2 separate regions of the Sus scrofa genome follow, and region 1 is linked to region 2. Evidence: chromatin contacts called from public Hi-C data. All regions are on one chromosome and are shown on one strand. Each heading gives the region's core, a stretch centred on a gene start, on an enhancer-like site or on the middle of the called end of the contact. The rest is flanking DNA. Distances are from core to core; before and after follow the strand shown.

What was found. A called contact is a pair of places that touch in the nucleus more often than the background predicts.
Region 1: a contact with region 2 is called in a Hi-C map of subcutaneous adipose tissue, with 2.1 times the contacts expected there. The contact joins the promoter of SHCBP1 here to the promoter of GPT2 in region 2. A contact is called at or near these places in 1 of 5 promoter capture datasets (fetal skeletal muscle) and 5 of 47 Hi-C or Micro-C datasets (embryonic fibroblasts, epiblast stem cells, fetal skeletal muscle and 2 more).

Annotation. Positions count from the first base shown.
Region 1 is chr6:38,025,893-38,031,657 of Sscrofa11.1, reverse strand. SHCBP1 (SHC SH2 domain-binding protein 1) reads right to left here and starts at 1,789. Exons shown (of 13, transcript XM_021094249.1): 1 at 1,639-1,789. The coding sequence starts at 1,741.
Region 2 is chr6:37,667,489-37,673,213 of Sscrofa11.1, reverse strand. GPT2 (alanine aminotransferase 2) reads left to right here and starts at 3,519. Exons shown (of 12, transcript XM_003126995.4): 1 at 3,519-3,640; 2 at 3,874-4,137. The coding sequence starts at 3,895.

The DNA.
Region 1 (5,765 bases), core at 540-3,039, 360 kb before region 2:
GTATGTCTACTTCAATCAAGTGAATTAAACAAATTAGTTGTTAACCACAACAATACCCCTCACATAACATACAGATATGTTTGTTAAAGAAATAATACTTTCACTTCACACCCATTAGGTGGTTATTATCCCCCCCCCAAAAAAAAAACCAAGAAAAACTACCAGGAAAACAAGTGTTGGCTAGGATGTAGAGAAATAGAAACCCTTATGCATTGTTGGTATGCAGGTAAAATGGTATTACCTCTGTGGAAACTGGTATGGTGGTTCCTTAGCAATTTAAAAATACAATTACCATATGACCCAACAATTCTCCTCTGGGTATATACCCAAAGGATTGTAAACAGAGTCTCCAAGAGATATTTGTACATCCATGTTCACAGCAGCATTATCCACAATAGCTAACACATAGAAGTAACTGATGGATGAATGGGTAAGTAAAATGTGGTATATACATATGATGAAAAATAATTTAGCCTTAAAAAAAGGAAGTTATGACAAGTGCTAGAATATGCATGAACATTGTGCTGGGGGAAATAATCCAGACACCGAAAGAAAAATATTCTGTAATTCCACTGATTGAGGTACTTAGAATAGCCAAAATCATAAAAACAAAGTATAAAGTGGTTGCCAGGGACTGGGAGGAGGGGAGATTGGAGCGTTATTTTTCAATAGGAATAGTTTCAGTTTACAAGATGAAAAGAGTTATGGGACTGGATGGTGGTGATGGCTGCATAACAATCTGGATGTATTTAATACCAATGAACTGTACACTTAAAAAACAGTTAAAATGGTAAATTTTATGTTATGTGTATCTTAACAACAACAAAAATATCTTACTACAGCACAATCCTTTAGAGCCAATTTGAAAGTATCACTTTTCACACATTATCTCACTTCATCTTTACCACTCCATAGCACCATTGCCTGTTTTCCAGATGGGAAAACTGAAGCCAAGTGACTTTTGACAGTCCACAAGAGGGATTAGTAGAGGAATTTTCCAAGTCATTTATATCTTCTTTCTCCAGGACTCCTTCCACTACCAACACAACTGAAAATACTGAAGCAAAACCTGAACCAGCTTAAAATATCGGGGGTGGAGGGTGGGGTGGAATCTCCGTGAAGAGGTAAGAGGTGAGAATCAGACCTGGGTTCTATCTTTAGACACTGTCCCCAATTGGCTCCCCTCCCTGGGCCTGTCATCTGCCTTTAAAGTAGAGTGCAGCTGTCTAGGCCAAGCGTACAAATTTCTCCTCTTTCGCCAAAGGGGAGTGTAGTTCATAATCTCCTTTAGGATGCAAATAAAAAAGACGCGCCCATTCTGCACAGACAAACGCCCCGAGGAGGCCCACCCAGGCAGCCAGGGTAGGAATTCGCAACCCCACCCAACCCCCTCCGGTCCCCAGGAAGCTGAGGCCAGATTGGGCAGGGAGGACAGGAGCTGCCCAAGGGTACTGTCCGACTTCGACGTCCAGAGAGTGAGTCAGGGCCTCGCCCAGCCACCGCCGCCACCCAATCCAGCCGGGTCCGGAAGGCCTACGCCCCAAGCGCCCTCGGAGGGTCTGGACACCACCCCCGGCCGCCGCTGACACGGTCCGCTGAAGGCAGCGGCTCCTCCGGCCTGACTCGGCGGGTACTCACCTTTCTCGAGAGGCGCCGGATGCTCCTCCGCTGACCAGCGGGTGCGCTCGGGCGCCATCGCCTCCGACCCCAGGCCGCCACCGGCCAGCAACCCGTCACCCATTTCAAATTTCCGCGGGCGGCCGCCCAGCCGGGTAAGGTGATGACGCAGGCGCTTCCGATTGGACAATGGGCCTAGGCGCTTGGACCAATTAAAAGAAAGTTTGCCTGGTCCTCTTTCCATACGAGCCCCGCCCCCTTCAGCCTCCCCCCACCCCAGTGACAGTGCCTTGGCGCCATCTACTGGCCGGGCGGACTGCTATTCTGGTCCAAGCTCTTGATGAGCAGAAGGCACTTGAACAAAGTTGAATTAGGACATAATTAGGGATGTTTTGCGAAAACCTGACAAGTCATACCTGGAAATGGAGTAGAGCGGAAAAGGCACTGGCTTGAGAGTCAAAAAACACTGTTTAGACTTGTTTCTGCCATTATTACTGGTGTTAACTTGAGCAAGTCACTTCACCTCACAGATCATCTGCAGTTCTAACAGTATATTGGCCTAGACAGCTCCAAACTTTTCACCATCAAAAATCAATCTCTGGGGAGTTCCCGTCGTGACGCAGCAGAAACGAATCCGACTAGGAACCATGAGGTTGCAGGTTCAATCCCTGGCCTCGCTCAGTGGGTTAAGGATCTGGCGTTGCTGTGAACTGTGGTGTAGGTTGCAGATGCGGCTTGGATCTGGCATTGCCATGGCTCTGCCGTAGGCCAGCAGCAACAGCTCCGATTAACCTAGCCTGGGAACCTCCATATGTCGTGGGTGCAGCCCTAAAAAGACAAAAAACAAAAAACAAAAAAAAAAAACCAATCTCTCTCTCATTTTTTCTCTCTTCCCCTCTTTCATTCACTGCCTATACATAAAAGATATTTTTAAAGAATGTCAAGTTATATCTAGTATGTAAAGGTATGTTTTGGAGTTCCTGCCATGGCTCAGTGGTAATGAACCTGACTAAGATCCATGAGGATGAAGGTTTAATCCCTGGCCTCACTACGTGGATTAAGGATCTGGCGTTGCCATGAGCTGTGATGTAGGTCAAAGACTTGGCGGGGAGCCCAAGTTGCTGTGGCTGTGGCTGTGGCTGTGGCTGTGGCATAGGCCACCAGCTGCAGCTCTCGTATGCCTCGGGTACAGTCCTAAAAAGCAAAATAAATAAAAAGCATGTTTTATCCATGCTTATTAATCAAAGATAACTATAATTCCAGTAATAATGGCTAACATTTATTGAGTACTATGTTCAAGATACTTTCCTGCATATTGTATCTGCATTATCTTAATCAACCTTCAAAAGCCATCCGATGAGACAGGAAATATAATTATTACCAGTCTACAGATGAACAAATGGAATCGCCAATCAATTAAGCAATGCCCAATTTAACCCAGCACAACTTGTATTAGAAACCAGTCAAATTCTTGCATCTACCCTTTAATGCCTCTGCCAGGCCATGAGTAGTGGGAGCTGAGGTGGCCAGGGACAGCGGAGGCTACCAGAACATGGTGGTTTGAGTCCCACCAAAAGCCGAGAGCCTGGTCATAACAGATTTATCACGGGGAAGACATTTCCACTTGCTGCCTTGAAGGAAAACTTTGGACTAGCGTCTCTCATGCCCCCACAGCTGAAACAAAATGGAGCCAGGAGAGGTGATTGTAGCAACCTGCAGTTAATTCAGCTGGCTTCTCCAGGAAACAAGATTTCTTTGTCTCTCAAGTACAATGTCGACCTTATGGCTATTGGTTCACTGAACAAATATTTGTTGAGCACCAGGAGGTGAAAACACACGCAACAATAAAATCAAGACTAGCATTGGGACTTTCTTATAATTCTCCATTTAACCCTTCCACCCGCAAACCCCACAAGGGGCAGGATTTCTCCTCAGCCCTCTTCCCTGGCCTTGAAGACAGCATAGCTCTTCAGTAGTTCAATTATAGAATATTTCCTCAGTCATCAAGAGAATTCCCAAACTAATGCTTCTGGAAAAGTCTTGGAAAAGAACATGCAGCCACAGGGTCAGAGAAAAAAACACCTGTGCTGCTGCAAATTCTATTAAAGACAAATCATTTATTACACGGGCTACATTTCCAAACTTATATTTGCATGGATTATATTGAAAGTTTTAGAGTTTTCCCCTAAGTGGAGACCTTTTAGGAGCACACATCTTGGGAGTTTGCTTTCCCTGCGCCCTCCCCCTAATCCTAAGGAGAAGATTTTGGTTGGTTGGTTGGTTGGTTTTGGCCACACCCACAGCATGTGGAAGTTCCCTGGGCCAGGGATCCAACCTGTGCCACAGCAGCAATCCGGGCTGGATCCTTAACCCACTGAGCCACAAGGAAACTCTGGAAAGGGCTTTTTAATTCTTCCTTTCCAATCCCTTCACTTGCAGCCCATCACAGCCTTCCACCTGCCCTAAGGTGGGGTGGCATCCATTATTCCCAGTCTTTTTTGTATCTCCACTCTTTTTTTTTTTTAATATTTTGACTAACATTTATTAAGAGTATATAATGTACCTGGCTCTTCGCTATAACAATAGTTATAACCTTTAATCTTCAAACAGCCTTGTGAAGTGAGGATTAATTCTTCCTTCTACATATGAGAAATCGAAGGTTCGGGAAACTTTTGTTTATACTTCAATGTCCCATGTGGTACATTTGTACACAATCTATAACATGATCATGCACCCTTATTTTGGTTTCTAGGTTTTTTGCTTGTTTGTTTGCTTTCTATAGGAATTACCAACTAGACATTAAGCTCCTCATCATTAGAGAGTGTCTTCTATTGATTTTGTGGTCATAATGGTATTCATCACGGTGATGGACATATAGCTGTAGTTGACAAGTGAACTGTTTAAAATGGTCATGTAAAAAAAAAAAGGTGGAAAAGGAGTTCCCATTGTGGCTCAGCAGGAACGAACCCACCTAGCATCCATGAGGATGCTGGTTCAATCTCTGACCCCACTCAGTGGGTTCAGAATCCACCATTGCCCTGATTTGTGGTGTTGCATCTCAGACACAGCTTGGATCTGGTGTTGCTATGGCTACAGCATTAAAAAAAAAGGAGGGGGAAACTACATCCCCATAACTGGAGCAGAATAGGATCCTTTGTAGAGGCCATGGAATCTCCCCTCATATCTTCCAGGGAATGGATCCCTGGCTAGGAACTCAAGATCAACTGACATATCTGGTCTGACTCAGTGCTAGTAATGGGTCCACTCTCTTTATCACCATTAGGTCCTTATATGCTGTCTACACACGGACTCAAAATCACTGCCCTTCCCTAAATATTTCCCAAAGCTTAGTTGCAATTTTGAGATGCCGCCTCCACACTTTCTGGATAGTGCCAAACTGCGCTGGGGTAGCGGCTTTCCTCTCCTCTCTTAACAGCCAGTGGTTTGCTACTGGGCTTCCATCACCCTGCACCTGCTGCAACATTGACAGCCTAGCATGCGCACCCGCGGGCGCACACACACACACACACCAACCACAGCCTTTCCTCCCTTGGCTTCTGGGCCCTCACTCTCCTGGTAACAGATAAAAGACCAAAAAAATAAAAATAAAAATCAAAGAGAAGTGGACATTAGTGCAAGTCCCATGGAAAGTGGTTGGAATGGACCCCATGTTGTCACGTTTTTTCCAAGCGAAGCCAGAGATTTAGATTTTTATAAGAAATCTCCCATATTAAAAGGTTGGCAACTACTTTTTAAAAACTTAGACACTGTGGAGTTCCCATCATGGCTCAGTGGTTAACGAGTCCGACTAGGAACCATGAGGTTGCAGGTTCGATCCCTGGCCTTGCTCAGTGGGTTAAGGATCCGGCGTTGCCGAGAGCTGTGGTGTAGGTTGCAGACGCTGCTCAGATCCTGCGTTGCTGTGGCTGTGGTGTAGGCCGATGGCTACAGCTCCGATTGGACCCCTTGCCTGGGAACCTCCACATACAGCGGGAGTGGCCCAAGAAATGGCAAAAAGACAAAAAACAAAAACAAAAAACTTAGGCACTGTGTCAGCCAGATAAAATGCGTCTGTAAGCCACCAGTTTGCAATTTCAGGGAGGCCGACTCTACTCGTGATGTTGCCTCAGAGTCTGGGGTTCTTTGAA
Region 2 (5,725 bases), core at 2,270-4,769:
CTCCTGTTGTTTTTTTTTTTTTAAGCCTTCCAGGTTCTTCTACTTGTTCTTAGATGAAAATCAAAATTCTTACGTTCAGGGCCTGGCCTGCCTGGCCTGTCCTACCACAGCTCACCTCTGACCCCTGTTTTCTAACCCTGCCCCTCCCTCTCTGTCTGACCTGCAGTCACTCTAGCCTTCTTGGAGCTCATCAGACCTCTCAGCCTCCAGGGATCCCTGGTCTGAGATGCCATGTGCCTCACTGCTGACCCTGAGATGGAGGGTGAGGGGCAAGATGGAAATCAGGAACCCGCTCCTGTATGAGGAAGTGGGAGGAAGCAGGATCAGACAGAGAAAGAAAAACCACGATGAAGTCTTGCCAAAGCTTCATGGGGAAGCCTGGAGCAAATACTGTTCTATTGCGTCCCATGGGCTTCTAGAGTTAGGGTGTGATGGCACCTCCGGCAGGGCAGTTCTGTGCAGGTGCTGTGCAAGGCTATCTGCTGACTGCAGCCCTTGGTTGAAGGCAAGGTCTCCCTTGACAGGTGAGGGCACATCTCTGGGTCTGCCACACCTGCCAGCCCTGCTATCCCTATCATCCTGCCAGGCTGCCAGGCTGCCCAGCAACTCCAGCTCAGTGGCCACTTCCTCCGGGAAAACTTTGCTCAGACCTTTGGGCTATATGTGCTCATAAAACTCAGCAGTTATCACAGTTTATAATCACATGTTTGTGTGTGCAATTATCTAATCAATGTCTGCCTTCCCTAAGAAACTATATGTTCTATGTAGGCTCACTATGAAACCAGAGCTCAGCTTTGCAAATTATAAAGTATGTTTCAAAGGAAAGCAAGGGTGCTTTCTTCTCATGCAATCATGAGGTTGGCAAAGGACATATTTGGGACTCTGCTTGTTTTTTTTCAATGATGACGTGGGAGCCCATGTAGACAGGCTGATTGCTGGGCGTTTTTGTTTTTCTCGGTTGTGCAAATGGATTTGTGTTCACCTCTCTAAGTTTGCCCTTACTTCTCCCAGCCCACTGTCCCTTTTGATCAGGGGTGGAGACAGCAGGAAGTACACCCACCCTTGGGTGAACAGTGAAGAGACTGTGTTTACATCATGCAGGTCAAGGTTAAGTGTGTTTTGGAGGTGGAGAGGAGGGTGCAGGTGTGTCTCTCCCCAACTGGGCAGAGTGGGTGAGAATCTGACATCGAAGGCCACGGAGAAGAAGCTAAGTTCCCCGGGGAAAATCTTTTACCTGGAGTCTGAATGCCTATCCATTGAGACAGAGACTGGGAAGGAGCTAGTGTAGACGCAAGTGCTGGAGATAGAACCAGTGATGAGAAGTCCAAATAACTTTCCATGGCCCTCAGCAGGCCAAGCCAGTTTGCTAACATAGGTATACTCAGGGAGATCTTTGGTTTCGGTTGCTCTCCCCATCCCCCTTTTCCCTTAAATGGTAATCAATGTATTTCATCAAAGTATATGACATCCCTTTGATGAGGATGAACAAGAGCGACCCATGGCACTAGGTTCTGAACACTTGGCTTTTTTTTTTTTCCTGCCTTTTGTCTTTTCAGGACCACACCCATGGCATATGGAGGTTCCCAGGCTAGGGGTCTAATCGGAGCTGTAGCTGCCAGCCTATGCCAGAGCCACAGCAACGCCAGATCTGAGCCAGGTCTATGACCTACACCACAGCTCAGAGCAACGCCAGATCCTTAACCCATTGAGCGAGGCCAGGGATCGACCCCACAACCTCAAGATTCCTAGTGGGATTGTTTCTGCTGTGCCAAAACGGGAACTCCCAAAGACTTGGCTTTTATAGTTACCTCACTGAACTTCCCCTGTGGTTTCATGAGGTAGGTGTGTCACCCCATTTCACAGATGAGGAAAGGAGGCTTGCAAAAGCTCAAAGTCAGCCAAGTGGTAAGTGGCTATATGCACTTACATTCAAATCCAGATTTTCTAGTAGTACCTTCTCCCTTACACTGCTGTGTGTGTGTGTGTGTGTGTGTTTAATTTATTTTGTCTTTTTGGAGCCGCACCCGTGGCATATGGAGGTTCCCAGGCTAGGGGTCCAGTTGGAGCTGTAGCTGTTGGCCTACACCAGAGCCATAACAATGCCAGATCTGAGCTGCGTCTGCGACCTACACCACAGCTCACAGCAATCCGGATCCTTAACCCACTGAGCAAGGGCAGGGATCAAACTGCAACCTCACGGCTCCTAGTCAGATTTGTTTTCGCTGTGCCACGACAGGAACTCCTACTGCTGTGTGTTTTAAGCCCCCTCTATTTTCACAAATCTAATGTGTGTGTGTGTTGGGGTGAGAGCCTGTTTATCTGCCTAAACCCACCTGGACACAGAATTTCCAAGCCCAGGAGGGATTTCAGAGGTCATCTAATTCAACTTATTTTGCAGATAGAGAATCTAAGGCTCAGAGAGGGGAAGTGACTTCTACATCCTCTCTGTCAGTTTCGGTGTCTCAGAACAGGTGTCTCCATTCCTACTCTTGCCCTGTTCTCACTCTGGATAAGCCAGGATGCCTTTGCCTACAGACACCTCTGCCAAAAAGAATAGCTGCCTTGAGCTGAGCATTTATTTTTCAAAAAATGTTTACCAGTGCTTACTGTGTGCTGAGAACACTTAGAGATTCTCTGAATACACTGAACAAGAAAAACGCCGTCCCTGCCGCCTGGGGCTTACATGGTTAATGGGGGAGTCAGTAAAAAGTGTCTAAATTTTTGACGCTAGAAAGGAAATTAAGGGGTGATATAGGTGGAGTTTCAAATGCAGCTGTCAGGAAAAGCCTGACCACCTGGTATACATCAGCCGCGGGTCTTTTTTTGTTTTTGTTTTTGCAGGGGTCGGCGGAGGGCACATCTCGGTATGCGGAGGTTCTGGGCCGTGGATGAAACCCGAGCCACAGCGCTAACCTAAGCCACGACAGTGACAACGTGGAATCCTTAGCCTGCTGAGCCACAAGGGAACTCCGTGCTAGTCCCTTAATTTTCACCACACCCTTAGAGGCTGTGAACTGATCTCCGTTTTGCCGACAAGGAAACCGACGTTGAGAGAGGTAAGGGTGACAGTCAAGTCCCAAACTCCTAACCCCCACTTCCTACCAGTCCATGTTGAGCGACCACAGCCACCGCCAGGCCCTGGATGATGAAACTTGGGGCGAGGACTGCACCATCTCTCAGCCTGCGTCCTTGCAGGTGTTGGGGGAGGAGGTGAGTGGGGGAATACGTGACGCGCCTCTAGGGAGAAGCTGCAAATAGCTCGAAATTCGCAGAAGGCTGGGAGGACAGCACCACCAGACCCCCTCCCGGATCCCCATCCCCTCAGCCTGACAAAGAGCCCGCCCAGCTCGCAGCAGAGCCAGACCACCGCTCCCGCCTCTGGCTCGGCCACGGATCAGGCCAGCGCGGTGCACTGTGGGATTTGTAGTTTCGTGGCTCTCCACCTCTGCTCCAAAACTAGCCTGGGGAACTACAAGACCCAGGAGCCAGCGGGCAGGCCTGGACTCGCCCGCTGTGGGTGTGAGAGCGCAGGGGGCCGGGCGGTGCGGGTGCTGGGATGCGGCAGCGGGTGCCAGAACCGAGGAGCAGCCCCGGGCGCGCGCTCTAGTCGGACGACGCGAGGGGCGGCCAGGGGCTACAGGCACGTTGCGTGCATGCATTGGGCGCAGCCTTTGCAGAACCCAGTTGTGCAGTGCTTTGGCTCTGTAGCAGCGCGGTGCAGGGTCCCAGTTGCCGGGGGATGGGCACCAGTCTCCGTAGCCAGGCTGGCACCGCTCGCTGAAAGAGCCCTTGGCTGGGCTTGGGGGCGGGCGCCCGCGTGCCCGTCTTGGGCTGTGCGCGAGGTGTTTGTTCTCTTTCCTTTTTTGTGCCAAGGTTTCTCTGGGCGGGCGCGCGATGCAGCGAGCGGCGGCGCTGGTCCGGCGGGGCTGCTGCCCCCGGACCCTCGGTCCCTGGGGCCGTAGTCAGAGCAGCGCGGCCGCCGAGGCCTCGGCAGTGCTCAAGGTGCGGCCGGAACGGAGCCGGCGTGAGCGCATCCTTACCCTCGAGTCCATGAACCCTCAGGTGAAGGCGGTGGAGTATGCGGTGCGGGGACCCATCGTGCTCAAGGCTGGCGAGATCGAGCTCGAGCTGCAGCGGGTGAGCACAGGCGCCGGGGCCCGTGGGGCGGGAGGGCCGGAGGAGGCTGGAAGAGTAGCAGCTGTTCCCTGCTGGGGTCCGCCGGCTAGGCTTCCTCCCACCCGCGTGGCTACCTTCATTCCGCCAACCCTGGCTAAAACAAGAGAATGCCTACCCGCCCCCGCCCTCCCCCTCGACTCCCATCCCTTCGCCCACTGGTGCCGGGCACCTGGCACAAAGTAAGGCCCTCAAACACGGTTCACTTGTTGAACTGAATTCATCCATTATCATTGAGCTGCTCTTGGTGCCAGGCACTGCCTGCTCTGTGGCTGTCCTACCCGCGTGGAACCAAGATCCATTGGGGGATGGGGTAGGTGGGTGAGGACAACAGACAGTAAAGAAAGAAATGAGAATTTCAGAGGTTATGCTGGGTACCAGGGGAGGAAGACTCTGAGGAGACTTGGATTTGCTTCCAAAGCTTTTTCTCTCTCTGTCTGAGACCTTTGGCGTCATTCCGCCAGTAACGATTCCCTGACAAAAGTGGAGGTGTTGAGGCCCGTCTTGCACAGTTCCTTCCCTTAGGCCTCCTCTGAAACCTTGACTGACAGTCATATCTTGTTCTCTATGGACACAGTCACTCCCAATGGGTAGCAGAAGCATGGGGCTTTGGGGCCTGTGTAGGGTGGCCCTGGGACTTCCTCCTGGTGGCCAGCTGGCTGGGATCTTGACTTGCGTTCATAACTGTGTGTAAAGTGACCATACACCCAGTAGTGATTTCTGCCTCCCTGCAACCAGATGGCTGGGGTGGGCGTAAGAGATCCTTGTGTGGGAGAGTTCTAACTGGGGTGGAATTCAAGGGTAATGTAAAAAAAAGTGAACGCTCTTAAGATTTATAAGAACTGATGAAATAGTCACTGAGCTGCTTCCTCAAGATAGTTCTAACCTAGAAAGGGGGAGAGTTCCTTGATCTCACTCTCCTAGGCATCCGAACTAGATGTCGTGGCGGTGAGTTGGTCACTTAATGTCCCTTGAATGCATGGGAGGAAACAGTAGCGGGACCACAACATTTGGCCTCATTAACACACGAACTGTGGGGGCTTGATGAGCTCCTGGCCTGCTGAGACCTCACTGGAACACCCAGTTCTGCTGACTCGATACATTGAGTTGGACAAGTCAGAGTCCAGTGTCTCCTTCAAACTTCTTGCAGGGAGGGCTAAGTTTAAAGCTTGACCCACAGAAGGTTGGCTCAGTTTCTGTGCCTCTCTGACCAGAGGTGGGCCAGAGGCAGAGAAAATAGGATTTTGCCCCTCTGCTCCTTGTTGATATCTGGCAGACTGGAGCTGACCCTTCTTGAGACATCAGTCTCCCTGTTAAAGCTCAGATTAAATTGTGTCCAGTTTATCACTTTACAACTGATTTCTCTGGTTCCAGAGCTGATAGGGATTCCAGGGACTATCTCTGCCTTTTGTTAAATAGCAGCTTGGGTGTGGGCTCCGTGAAGTATGAGGATGATTAGGACAGAAGAGGATACTGTGTTTGCTTTCAGGGAGCTCATTGCCACATTGTTCTCTGGGTCTGAGCCTCTGTTTCCCCAATTCTTTAAAGACTG